2 separate regions of the Mus musculus genome follow, and region 2 is linked to region 1. Evidence: chromatin contacts called from public Hi-C data. All regions are on one chromosome and are shown on one strand. Each heading gives the region's core, a stretch centred on a gene start, on an enhancer-like site or on the middle of the called end of the contact. The rest is flanking DNA. Distances are from core to core; before and after follow the strand shown. Region 1 overlaps Gm13219 (predicted gene 13219). Region 2 has its middle 27 kb from the start of Gm13218.

Region 1 (6,504 bases), core at 218-2,717:
TCCATCATTTTAAGTTACTTTTCGAGCTTATTTTCCAATTCACATCTCCAGCTGGTTCCATAATCGCTTCTGCCCTTTCCCCCATTACATCTTAAATCACCCCTCTTGCCCACTCAACTTCCCCAAATCTTACCAATCCTTATCTGCCAACCCAAAGCTTATCCAAAAGGAGTTATAAAGTGTCCTGTCTTAAAGTTGAGAAGAAGACTTTAAGTAGGCCAGAGTAAGAGTTGGATGACTAACCCTAGCACGTAAACTGCCAAGTGCATTGCACGTCTGGGATAGAGTCAAGAACACCCAGGGAAGCCAACCATAGTCGACACCCATTTCTCCTGGATCCTCCTCGTGTGACCAGTTCTGCTGACCCAAATCCTGTGACACTTGTAAACTTCCAACGCTTCCCATTCCAATGATGTTCAGGCAAGCAGGAATCAAGAGAGAGTGATGCTGAGGAATAATTGAGCCCTGGCAATGCAAAACATACCCCCAAATACAGTAGGTAAAGATTGAAAAATTAAAGACAGTGCTCTCTCGCTTGACTGGACATTCAAGCTCAGTAAAAGACAGTTGAAACCTGCTAAGCATACATAATATCATGGAGGACACAACTTGAACACTCTGTGGCTTGAACATTTATAGGGGGTAACAGAATGCATTCATCATTTGGAACTAATTTTACAGTTCACTGGCGTTACACGGAAGCCCTCTGGACTGCTTCTCCTGCGATGAGAAAGTTTCCAGAATGGCAGTTTCCACTGGGTTTCTGCAGCTAACAGTCTCCACTAGAGATGGATGCATTCCTAGCAGTGTGAAATTATAGTGTGGCCCATTGCCTAGGGGGAAGTGCACCAGATCACACCTCTGAGGGCGGTGTGTCTGTGTTTTCAGTTTTGTGTTGGGTTTGGGGGTGGGGGCTCAACTTGAACCTGTCAAGATATACCAGCTGGGGCAAACTTCTCCCTCCTCGTGGTGTCAGATGTTTGTAGGAGTTGTGTTTCTTTTTGATACTGAATCACCCAGGGTTGAAGATGGCTGTTCCTATTTATGAAATGTGTTCTGCTGAGTTTAGGGATGCATTTCTTTTCATCGTTTTTCAAAAGAAACCGAATTGCTTTTTCTGGAGCATGGGTCTCAATCCCCTCTGCATTTCTCTTTGCATGGATGCTATTGTCCTTGAGGTTACAGAGCTCAGGAGAGAAGCTTTCTATAGAAGGAGAAGTCACGTGCTGAGCAAAATGTGTGTGGCGGATTTCTTTCCACCCACAGAAAGCAGCCTCTGGTGTCTCCCATGTCTGAGAGTGCATCTTCCGGGATCTCTCTGCACTGTGCTTAATTCAGTGGGTGGGAAGCATGTGATGGTGCTGCTGCTGCTGCTGCCGCTGTGTAATTCTGCCCTTGCTACCCTCTTCCACTAGATGCAGCTGTCCCTTAGGAATGGAGCTGGATTGTTTATCAGTATTTTCATTGGCCAGAATGATGCTCACTAAGTGTGAGTGGGATGAGTCAGACATAATTACCTGCTCTGAGATGTATAGGACTTGGAACGCCTGTTTATATAAGGATTAAGTAAAAAATGAAACTGTGGCGAAGTGGAAAGATGTTGGAATAGAAACCAGTCCCTGAGGGGCAAAATATTCTAAATAAATTGTTGGGGGAAACCCTTGAGAAATTTGCTTTTCTTTCTCTTTTCCTGTTTTCTCCGAAGCCTGAAAGAGTCTATAGTAGCAAAACTAACTAAAGAGCGACTTCCTTCTTGAAGACCGGGCTCAGGGTCCTGAATCTCTGCACTTGATGACCTTCCTGTGCTAACATTTTTTGAGGGAAAAGGTCAAAGTGCTTTGAGAATTACAGTTAAAGGTAGAGACTGTCCCGGCACTGGATGGATGAGAACTGAACAGGATAAGAGGATGTTGGTTTATTTTGTTAGAGCACAACATATGGATTGAAGTTTGTCTATAGACATTTATTTCTCTTTTTATGAAATAGAACGGACGGAATATAAAGATCTCCTCTCATCATAAGCATATATTTGGTTGAATATAAAGATCTCCTCTCATCATAAGCATATATTTGGGTGAATATAAAGATCTCCTCTCATCATAAGCATATATTTGGGTGATACTTAAATGCTGTACATCAGGGCTCCCCTCCACTCCAAAACAGAAAGGCTTATTTGGGATATTCCCTAAGAGTACAGAATTTGAAACAATCCAAAGAGTAGCTGACCGTAGTTATTAAGGGCTTTAGGGTTGGCTTTAGGGTTTCATGACTGAAATCTGCTAATCACTTACTGTGTGCCTTTGAAGAAGTTTGTGCTTGTTTGTTTTTGTTTGTTCTCTATTTTCTCTTGTTTTTATTCTTTTCCCCCTACTTTTTCTTTTATTTTATGTGTGTGTGTGTGTCTGTGTGTGTCTGTGTGTGTGTGTGTGTCTGTGTGTGTGTGTGTGTGTATGTCTGTGTGTGTATGTCTGTGTGTGTGTATGTCTCTGTGTGTATGTCTCTGTGTGTGTGTGTATGTATGTCTGTGTCTCTGTGTGTGTTTGTGTGTGTGTGTCTGTGTGTGTGTGTGTGTGTGTGTGTGTGTGTGTGTGCAGGTACACAGGAGGCACTCTGGAATGGGGATGCAGGATGGGAGAGGGGAGAAGAGACTACCTCCAAGATCAAACTCCTGTGTCGTTGCATCATGACTTTTTGTTTTTGTTTTCTTTTTAGACAAAAGCTTCAATTTAAGTGGAGTATGCAAATTCAACGAGGCTAGCTGGCCACTGAACATCATGGACACTCCTGTTTCTGTCTCCCCAACAACAGGATGACAAAGACATCAACATGTCTGGCTCGGTTTCTTTTTTAACATGAGTTCTGGAGTGCAAGCTCTGGTCCTCATACTTGTACAGTAAGGACTTTCCAGACTGAGCTAACTCCAGCTGAAGTTTCTTCAGGCTGGGGAGAAAGCTCCGAAAGAAAAGCACTTGCCACCTGTGGAACTGTGAGGACCAGAGTTCAGATTCCCAGAACTCACATAAAAAGCAGGGGTGAAGGGATGATCCTAACACTGAGGAGCAGCAATGGGGATCCTGGGAACAAGCAAGCCAGGCAGACTAGCTCCAGAGTCAGCAAGAGACCTTGTCTCAGTGCATAATGAATGAGTAACTGAGGAAGACACCTGACTGACATCAATCTTGGAACTTTCTACTGACACCCGTGTGTCAGCACATACACACGTAATCGCATACATGTGAACACACACATACAGGCACGATAGAGAAGTTTCCTAATCTATTTGAACTCAGCTGTTCAGCTAAAACAGAAGGGACCTGTCTCACACAGTTTTGATGACTGATCAGTCAATACATTAATTCTTACTGCAATAACTAAACTAATATTGTTGCAATTTATGTCCTACAGAGAGCTTTTAGTTAATACCCTAATATGGTACTTGAAGCTGAAAAGTTTCTGGGTATCTGTGGTCCTATGAGATTAATATCGGGAGAGTAATTTTGTTTTCTATAATATGTTCAAAAGGCTATGAGTTTGATCATATCCAATGTTATTAATCTGATGATGACTAACTACCTTTCAGTAAAAACTGATATGTTTATGAAATATGGTATTTAAATAATAAAGGAAGCTAAGGAGTAAAAAACAATCAATGAAATGTCTAACTGATATTATCCTTTGATGGAAAAAATGGGATATGAATTTTCTTGCTTTTCCTTTGCACTATATATCCCACATTTTGTCAACATAAAGTCTCAAGGAACAGAAAAATGAATTAATTTCAGATCATCTAGCTTATTTGGACATGTTTGATTTCTGTCTTCATCAACTGTGTTCTTTCCATTGCCTAGTGTTTTAAGGCTGTTGTCAACTAAAGAAATGAATCTGCAGACCCCACGTGTCAGATATCAACATTCCTCAACAATGAAACTGCCAACTTGAAAACAAAAGCTTCCTCAGAACCTGGCTGTGAATGTCCCCTGCCACACCCACTGGCTTACCTGAGTGGAAAAATCACAGAAGTTCCCTATACAAAGTGGAAGCAGAAGCAGGTTGTGAGATTCTGTGTTGTATCTAGACACACCACACATGCACAGGCACACGCACACACTTCCTGCCTTACAGGAAGAAACAGGTGAAACACACAGAGAGAACAACATTCAGATGGCAGATGTCAAGTTTCAAAATACCCTTGAGAACTTTGAAGGACATGTAAAACCTGTCGTGTCTGTGACTGAAGATGCAGCTTAGTGTCAGAGAGTGCTTCCTTAGTGTTTAACAGCCCTGGGGTTGATCCTCAGTCCAGTCCAGAAGAGGAGTGAAATCAAATCTAATCTCTTCATAAAGCCATGGACCGTGTAAGGAAGACTTCCCAAATAGCGTTCTCCAAGGTTCCATGATCTAGAATAAAATTCACTCTGATAATCCTTTTATCCTCATATTTTGATGTCTATCACCAAAAGCTTCATCATTAGCTAAATCATATGTCCTGCAATAGAGCTCAGAAAACCTTGTATTTGAAAGTTCTCCAATGACCCTTGCTTGGGCCATGACCTCAAATGTGAAGGTGGCAACTTTGGTCCTAAGTTCACTATAACTCACTGTTCTGAATGTTCGCTGTTATTAACTGTCCTCATTATTAACTTGTTCAAGTCACATAACAATTTGCTGCCTTGTAGAGAAAGAAGCCTGGAAGACAATAAAATAAAGGAATTCACATGTGCTGGGAGATTTAGTAATGAATCCTATGGAACTGAAACCCTCTACAGTGGGTTAGTTACATGAAACAACGCTTGCCAGATCTTGATGAATGTGAGCGCTCTAGCTCAGTGGAGAACTTCCCGTTATGATCTATGGTCTCTACGTGTATACAAGAAGGCAGAAATAGCCTTCCCCACAAATCTCACATTGAAAAAGAGCAGTCAGGCTACTGCATGGCTTTCCAGCCTCAGGGCTGTCAAGCCTTCTTATTCTTCCTCTACTTTGGCTTAACTACCACTGAGATCAAAACAGGAAGGGGAAAAAGCAGATATCAATTATGTCAGCATATTATTTCATTCATTTGTTTATTTGCAGGTTCATTCGACTTCAGCGTGGAATGTCAAAATATGTTCTCAATCATGCATCTCCCTTTAATTTTTAACAATAGAATTAAAGGATTTTCCACTTCATTGAAGGCATTTCTGACAAGCAGATAGACTGTGGGAGTGCCCTGAAGCCTTGCCAAGACAGTAGTGAGTGCCATGGCTTCAAAACAGTTTGTCTATGTCCTTGACAATTTCAAGTGCTAGAACGCAGTGTGGTGAAGTTGAGCAGTGTTGGAACCTTTAAGAGGTGGGGTCTAGTAGAAGATAACTAGGTTATCAGGCATGCTGCCCTTGGAAAGGATTAGTAAAGTTTTTATGCAACCTCAATATGCATCTGCATTCTGTGAGATCAGTCTACAAAGAGCAAGCTGGCTGCTGAAGCTCTCTGGTTTCTTAGCCTTGTCTTGGGATCCTTTCTTCATCTGGCTCTTTGTCCTTTTGTTTTTCTTTTAAGTTATTTTGATGCAATCAGAAGGCCATTACCAGAAAACCGGTACCACCTTGTTTAAACCCACTAAAACTGGAAGCCAAAACAACTCTTTAAAAACACCCAGCTTCAGGTATTTTGTTATGGCAACAGAAACCAGCCTAGGAGAGTAAGTGGAAGCTTGACTCTTGAGGTAAACTGATTTATTTTTGGTAAGGGTAACTGGAAGGAATGAATCTTAAAATGTATGGCCTAAAGTGCCTTCTCTTTTTCCTAAGAAGGACAGTGTGGTCCCCAGTGACCTTGGTTATCCCGTCCAGATCTTGTTCCGGAAAGAAAGCACAATGTCTTTCGGGCTTGGCTTCGTTATTAGGACCACCTATCCATAGAAAGCCTCTCAAGGTTTGCCATCTGCTTTCCCTGCTCTTTGTTTTGACATTCTGCTGTGTTTTGAGACCCTGGAAACTCCCTACTCATGGCAATCCTCCTGCCTTAGTCTCCCAAGTCCTGGAATTACAGCTACCAGGCACCTGTCTAGTTTTCTTACATTTTTACATACTTTCTTGGTCACCGTGTTTCAGTACTCTGTCTTCTAGAATAGATGACATATCTGATATGATATTAATTAAAATTCTTTATCACACTTTCCTCCCTTTCTGTTACACTGTAATGATATGTGTGCCTTTTGCATTTTTTTCTCTTCTGTAATTGAAGTTCAGATGTCAGAGAATTATTAAAACACATTCTCTATTAGTTCTACCAGGAATCCATTGAAAAACATTTTGTCCTCATTACTGTGTGGGATAAAAATAATGTCATTCATTAAAACAATAACACACAGTGACCAATTTTAGTATGAACCAACACACACAAATACACACACACACACACACACACACACACACACACACACATACACAAACACTATGTGTTGCCATGGAAACACCATGAAAACGACTAAATTGAGCTATTACTTGAGATAACTCGTCTCCA
Region 2 (6,426 bases), core at 2,950-5,449, 160 kb after region 1:
AAGTTATTAAAGTAGTTTAGAGCTGGGGTGGACATCTTCCTCTGCTGCCTGTCCGTTTTTTGTTTTGTTGTTGTTATTGTTGTTGTTGTTTTGTTTTGTTTTTCCTTTGTGTGATAACCAACAGGAAGGGTTATGGAATCTGAGGCAAAGGAAAAATCTTTGACTGAAAATTACCGCCACAGGTGGTAGACACTAGCAGCAGGTCTAAGTCATTTTAGTAGTGGAATTTTTAAATTTTATGCACACACACACACACACACACACACACACACACACACATATATATATATATATATAAAATGAAGTGCAATAGATCATGTCTACCCCCATGCATTCCTCCCTCCAACCCCTCCTGAACACCCTCAACCTCTCTCATTTAACCAGCACCCTCCTTTTTGTGATAAACCACTAGGTTCGGTTAAAGTCATCCATGAATACATGGAAAGCCTGTCAGCGGCCACATCCTCACTAAAAAGGATTCTTCCTCTCCAGCGAGGGCTGCTGCCACTAGCTGCTCAGGAAGCAGTGGGGCCTGGAGAGCATCCGCCCCGCCTAGGTAGGAATTTCGGCAGGTCTTGTGAAACCATGAGCTCAATAATCACATCTTGCTCAAAAGGCAATCACTGCACAGCACTCCTCCCACCTTCTGCCCTTTCCTCCTCCTCCTCCTCCTCCTCCTCCTCCTCCTCCTGCTCCTCCTCTTCTTCCTCCTCCTCCTCCTCCTCTTCCTTCTCCTCCTCTTCCTTCTCCTCCTCTTCCTCCTCCTCCTCCTCCCCCTCCTCCTCCTCCTCCTCCCCCTCCTCCTCCTCCTCCTCCTCCTCTTCCTTCTCCTCCTCTTCCTCCTCCTCCTCTTTCTCCTTCTCTTTTTCAAGGTTCCTTGAGCCTCAGTGGTAGAGAGATCAGCACAAATGTCCCATCTGGACCTGAGCACTGAGTCTCCCATTTTCAGGTCTTGGAGCAGTTATGCAGCTCTCTATTGCCTCTTACAAAGGGGGCAGAGGAGCTTCTGGCCAAGGTTGAGAGCAGCCCAGGTCTATCCGTGCTAGGCGCAGGGCAGACCACAGGAAGTTTAAGCCTCAACATTACATCGAATCTACAAGTCCTTCATAGATCACCAAAGCAAACATCTCCTTCTCGGTACCAGGCTTTTCCCCAGCTCCAGTGGCATTTAAAGGGTGTGTGACTGATAGCATGCACTGTGCATAAAGCTCTTTGAAGAAGTCACATGGCCAGTTTGAAAGACTCCATAACAGTCACTCAGACATTTCCCTGCTGACATTAAAAAGATGCCCAAGTTAAGTAAACTGTCTGCTCCATACTCACAGCTAAGAAAGAGAGACTTTTCCTTCTCTTACAACCATACACACGAATTTGTCATTTCTGACTCCTGATTGTGCTCATAATACTAATGAAAAATGACATTTCCTCCTGAAAAGAATTTTAGATGGCCACACATACTATAGGCAATGAGAAAGTACTTAGCAATTTTTTTTTACTTTAATTTTGTACATCCAGACACTAAAAAGTTGATGATTAATGATTTTACCATTTTGGGTGATTAAATTACAAGCTATTTTTAAAGTTACATTTCAGGATTGTGTGTGTGTGTGTGTGTGTGTGTGTGTGAGGTAGGGAGTTGTTCCTGAATGTTGAGACTAGAGGCTCATAGGGAAGAGCTATACCAATGGAGCTATATCTAAAGCCAGCCATGTTCTATGACTAATTTCAGAAGCCCCACTTTAGTTGGGCAAGGTAGATTAATTTGTAACACCAATAAAGGAAGAATGGGGTCTAAAATGCTTGAAACAATAACAAAAACCAACCAAACAAACAGAGAAAAAGTGTATGAGGCCCGAGTGGTTAGCTACCAAAGTCCATGCCTTTCATTAGTCTCTATTGTTTTCTAGGTGACAGTAAAGCCAAAAGAAAATACAAAAGCATGCCATCAATGTCATCGTGAAAAGATGTCGTTACCTGCGAAACAGACTTATTGTGAGGCCCGCCCTCCAACCAATCAGAATGCCAGAGAACTCCCGGTCAGAGCGTTGACTGACCTATCTCTCAAGGATAAGACAATGGCCTACTTTGTTGTACAATGCAGATGGATTCCCATGCCATGTGCCCAGAGTTCGTTGAACACATGATGCTATGAAAGCGTCGAATCCATGAAGGAAGACACTAAGCATAGGTCGTACACCAGACAAAGCAAAGCAGAATCCACACTAAAGCAAGATGGAGGGCAGGTAGGATGGCTCTGTGGGTAAAGGTGCTTTGCTGACAGGTCCTGACGATCTCACCTGCTGAAAAGGGAGGACTGAATCTTAAAAGTTGTCCTCTGACCTTCAAAGGATTGAATTACTTTCCTATGTGTGTATAGACAGACAGACACACACACACAACACACACACACACAGAGAGACTTTTTTTTAAATTAAGCAAAAAAATCCTTGGTTTTAAAGTGTTCTGGAAGTTTCCTAACCTGTGTGAAACTCCATTTTTCTTCCGTCTCAGAAGATTAAGTGTTCTGTCAGTTCCTATCAGAAAGTAGAATCTCTACTTCCAAGAAGCCAGGTTATTTCAAGCCCTGCTGCCTTTCGCTTGTCATTTGCCTAACCCTGAAAGCAAACTTTCCCAAAGGAATCTCTTCTAAGGACCCATGTGCTCCTGCTATTCCCAATAGGCTCCTTCATTATTTTATCTAAGCCTTTACTGCACTGACTGAGCTTAGCCTGACAGAACCAAGAGCTTCTCTGCTGTCCTGTGAACAGAAATGAACCCAGGAGAGAAGCGAGAAGCAATTCTTTCACTGCCTACACTCACTGGCTAAGTAAACAATGCCCTTTGCTCATTTTACATAAAATGTTCTCATTTACATAAAATATTTACCTAAATGATTGTGTGCAAAGTAAAACCAAATTGGTTAACTATTCAAGGAGGACTTGAGCGAGATTCTTTCAGGATCATTGTTGTTTTCTCTGGCTCTTTTTTGTTTCCCAGTGCAGGGATATGTATGTAGGCAGGTGTTCTACCACTGAGCTACATTGCCAGTCTTCGTGTTGGCTTTTTCTTTAAAAACAGTATCTTCCATTTCAACCCTTTTAGCATTCCTTTAAAAGAGAAGAGGACTCCAACTTGAAGCCTTTGAGCTTTAAACTGAAAAAAAAAAAAAAAAAAAAGAATACAAAGAGCATCCTTCCAAAGGCAACGGCCCTAATTCAGGCACTGGGAACTCTGCTTAAATACCCAAGCTCCACTGTCCCCAACACAGAGACTTGACTAAAGTGACTAATTATAGCGACTAAACTCCATCATGACAAGGAGAATGTCCATTCACTCAGAGTAGTGGCCTCAATACCTAACAATTCAGGGCTTGACACATGAACTCCACTAAGGGTAGAATGTATAGGATCCACATTGAAGGGAAGAATGGAAGAATACTCACAGACGATAGCCCAAGTAAGGCAACACTTCAAACAGAAATATCCACTTTATTTCATTGGCATTCAAAACCCGAGTTCTTACTTGATTGTCTTTGTAGACATCAGATCAGCTTCTCCACTGGAAAGAACGTAATAGCTGATGTCTGAATTGTTTTAAATAATGAGAAAGGTTTGAGGGTGAAGCTTTAGCAGAAAGCCCTGGCTTCAGTCCCCAGCACTACATATACCTGGCATGGTAGTCCACACCTATAACGCCAGGACGCGACAGGAGAGGCAAGATGATCGAGAGTTCAAGGACATCCTCAGCTATGTACGGGGTTCAAGCTAAGTCTGTGATACATAAGCTTTTGCTTTCTGCAATCATCCTATCCAGTTAAAAAATCTTGATGATATGTGATTACTACTAACAGTCTATTTGTCAAGTCTGCATGGAGACTCACCTCACAGTAGCTAAGGGTGGCCTTACAACTGTCTAAGACTCTCTTGTTGCCATTTTCCCAGTAGATGAGGCTGACGTTTTGCCTGGGATAGTCACAGGTGATGATGTTCTACTATTTGGCAAACAAATCATAATAAGAGCCACGTAAATCTCAAGCGCGGGATGAAGCACCTTGGTGTTCCTGAGACACTTAACTAGGATTTGCTCCTGCGGTTCTGCACAAGGCATCGAAGGGAGCGAGTGGCTTGCCGGAGCTGCTCTGCACGGATGACATCACCGCTTGGCTTTCCGAACACACCTTCTTGGCTCTCGCTCTTTTGGCTCCCTTCCATGTAAACAAGGCCTGATTAATGCTGCAGAAGGCCTGTGAATCACGTATTCCACTCCCACAGGGGAAGGCAGAATGTCACTTTTTCCTCATTTTGTACACAGAGCATTTGGGTATTTAATGTGGCATCCCTAGCAACGACATAGAAACTGCTTCAGTGCCTGGCTGCCAGCCTCGTGACACTTTCTGTGAGAGCAGCTGACGGCTTGCCCACTGGAAGGCCTGTGTTAACACCTGAAGCTGCATTCAGAGGACTGACCATTATGGCTGGAACACAAGCACATGACAAGCCTGCCCTTTGATGTAGAGACAAGGAGAGAAAGGAGGCATCTTTTCTAAACCGAGAGCAAATGGGATCCCACCATTCAGTCCCAGCTGCTGTAGATTCACCAGAGCCTAGGTTGGGGGCGTTGCAACCCCTGCTATTGCTACCTCAGCCAGCTGGCAACCGCACTGAACACATATCTAATCAGTAAATCAAGGGAAGCCAGGAAAAATAAAAGCAAAAATCTCCCCCCAGCACAAAGAAGGAAGCTTTGGTCGTCAATCTTTATGACCAGGCCACAAAAATCGTTGAACGGCTGTAAACAGTCAACAAGTGATTTGGAAGAATTTCACTTGGAGGAGAGAGTAACCTTGGCCATCAACGCACCTTGGGGCCATGTAGAGCTTTATAGAAGTACTGAGCTCCACCAGACCGGCATGGTTCACCTCAGGGGAGGATTACGCTGTGGCCTCAGTTTTTGGGCAAAGAACATTCCAGACTCATGAGTTGATTTTCTTGTGCAGACCCTGAAAGTGGCAAATATTAAAATAACCCACTGGTCAAAATAATGGCTCTCGAGCATTTCCTTTTCCTCTCTGAAGAAAGCCTGGGAGAATGGAGAAGCGAGCCTTTCTTTTCTGTCCTTCTCATGTGACCTCCACAGAAAACAACACAGGTGTGCTCCACTAGCTTCATAGAATTTATTTTTCCAGAAAACCACATTGTTTTCCATTTTTATAAGCCAGGATAGGAAGACTATGAGATCAATTCATCAAAAACTACTCAAGTCCCTCTGAAGGAGGAAGTGTATGACCATGGTCACCTCCAAGGTTAATGTCTTTCTTATGAGGTATGGTGCAACTTTCAACATGCAACAGTCAAAGGTAAAGTCATGCAACAGTCAAAGCAAGCCATGAAAAGTTAGCAAATTGTTTGAATTCTTTCCATTTAGAGAGGGAGAGAGAGAGAGAGAAAGACTCAAGATTTTATTCGCCCATATTTCAGAATACGTGTGGCATATAAATACACAGATACATATGCACACATGCACACATGCATGCATGCATGCATACAATGCAGGGTCTAATACACAGGTCATTCAGGGGAAGTATTTGATTGTTTTGGTCATAACATCAACTCAGAGTCCCAGACTTCTTGAGAATTCTGAAAGCAGACTCAGACAACAGAGTCACCAGACCAGTGAAATGCAAGTCCACATGCAAAGCAAGAGAGACAATTCCAGTCACCACCTAACCCAGGAAGAAGTGAAATGGCTACTTTGAGTACTTGAGGGGGATCCACTGGCCCACCCTTTGGGCTATTTGTGCTCCCTGGACCTTTTCTGCGGAGCTCCTTGCCCCTGGCTCTGCCTGGCAGGTGGAGCTTGTGAGATTCCCCTGTCTTGCCCAATACCACAGGGTGTATTATTATTACCTATATTGCACAAGATTCACTTTCTTTGTCTCAGCATCACAAGATTACAGGGATTCCTTGGGTGGAACACAAACATTCTTCCCTAGCAAGTGCCACAGTTAGAGGCTCCTCCTCACTGCCAGCGTGTGGTGTGTCTTTGTGATTTGATGTTTGATGAGCAGAATTGCTATGCCTTGGAGTCCACATGAGGACACTAAAAATAACTGTGTGGGGATTTGGTTAGGACACACAAACATTAACATCACTACTTGACTACTTGTTTCTTAATTAAATATAGAGGCGATCGGTGACACTGTTGCTGTGATGCTAATACCACAGAGCACATGACAAGGAGGTTTCCCAAATGCTGGGTTTGATGATGCACATCTAAACTCCCAGCCCCTGAAGATGTTAGGCTGGAAGGTAGTGGCTTTGAGACTTTCCTCTGAGACAGAGGAAGACCTGTGGTTGCCAACACGCATGACAGGTAGCTCCAGTGTCAGGAGATTCCGTGTCTTCTTCTGATCTCTCTTGGCACCTG

The links. A called contact is a pair of places that touch in the nucleus more often than the background predicts.
Region 2: a Hi-C map of the N1E-115 cell line shows a contact between it and region 1, with 2.4 times the contacts expected there. The contact joins two enhancer-like sites. A contact is called at or near these places in 1 of 15 datasets of contacts at CTCF or cohesin (the NIH/3T3 cell line) and 4 of 484 Hi-C or Micro-C datasets (the N1E-115 cell line, cerebral cortex, epidermal suprabasal cells and 1 more).

What each region holds. Positions count from the first base shown.
Region 1 is chr2:9,463,669-9,470,172 of GRCm38.p6, forward strand. Gm13219 (predicted gene 13219) reads left to right here. Exons shown (of 3, transcript NR_168281.1): 3 at 2,713-3,646. Among named protein-coding and RNA genes, the nearest start is that of Gm13219, 110 kb to the left of the region's middle. Within about 2 kb of position 1,468, at least 25 of the 459 cell types and tissues checked have an H3K27ac peak or open chromatin away from gene starts, as enhancers often do. A contact at or near this core is called in the N1E-115 cell line, where this site is marked.
Region 2 is chr2:9,616,587-9,623,012 of GRCm38.p6, forward strand. No RefSeq gene overlaps it. Among named protein-coding and RNA genes, the nearest start is that of Gm13218, 27 kb to the left of the region's middle. Within about 2 kb of position 4,200, at least 86 of the 459 cell types and tissues checked have an H3K27ac peak or open chromatin away from gene starts, as enhancers often do. A contact at or near this core is called in the N1E-115 cell line, where this site is marked.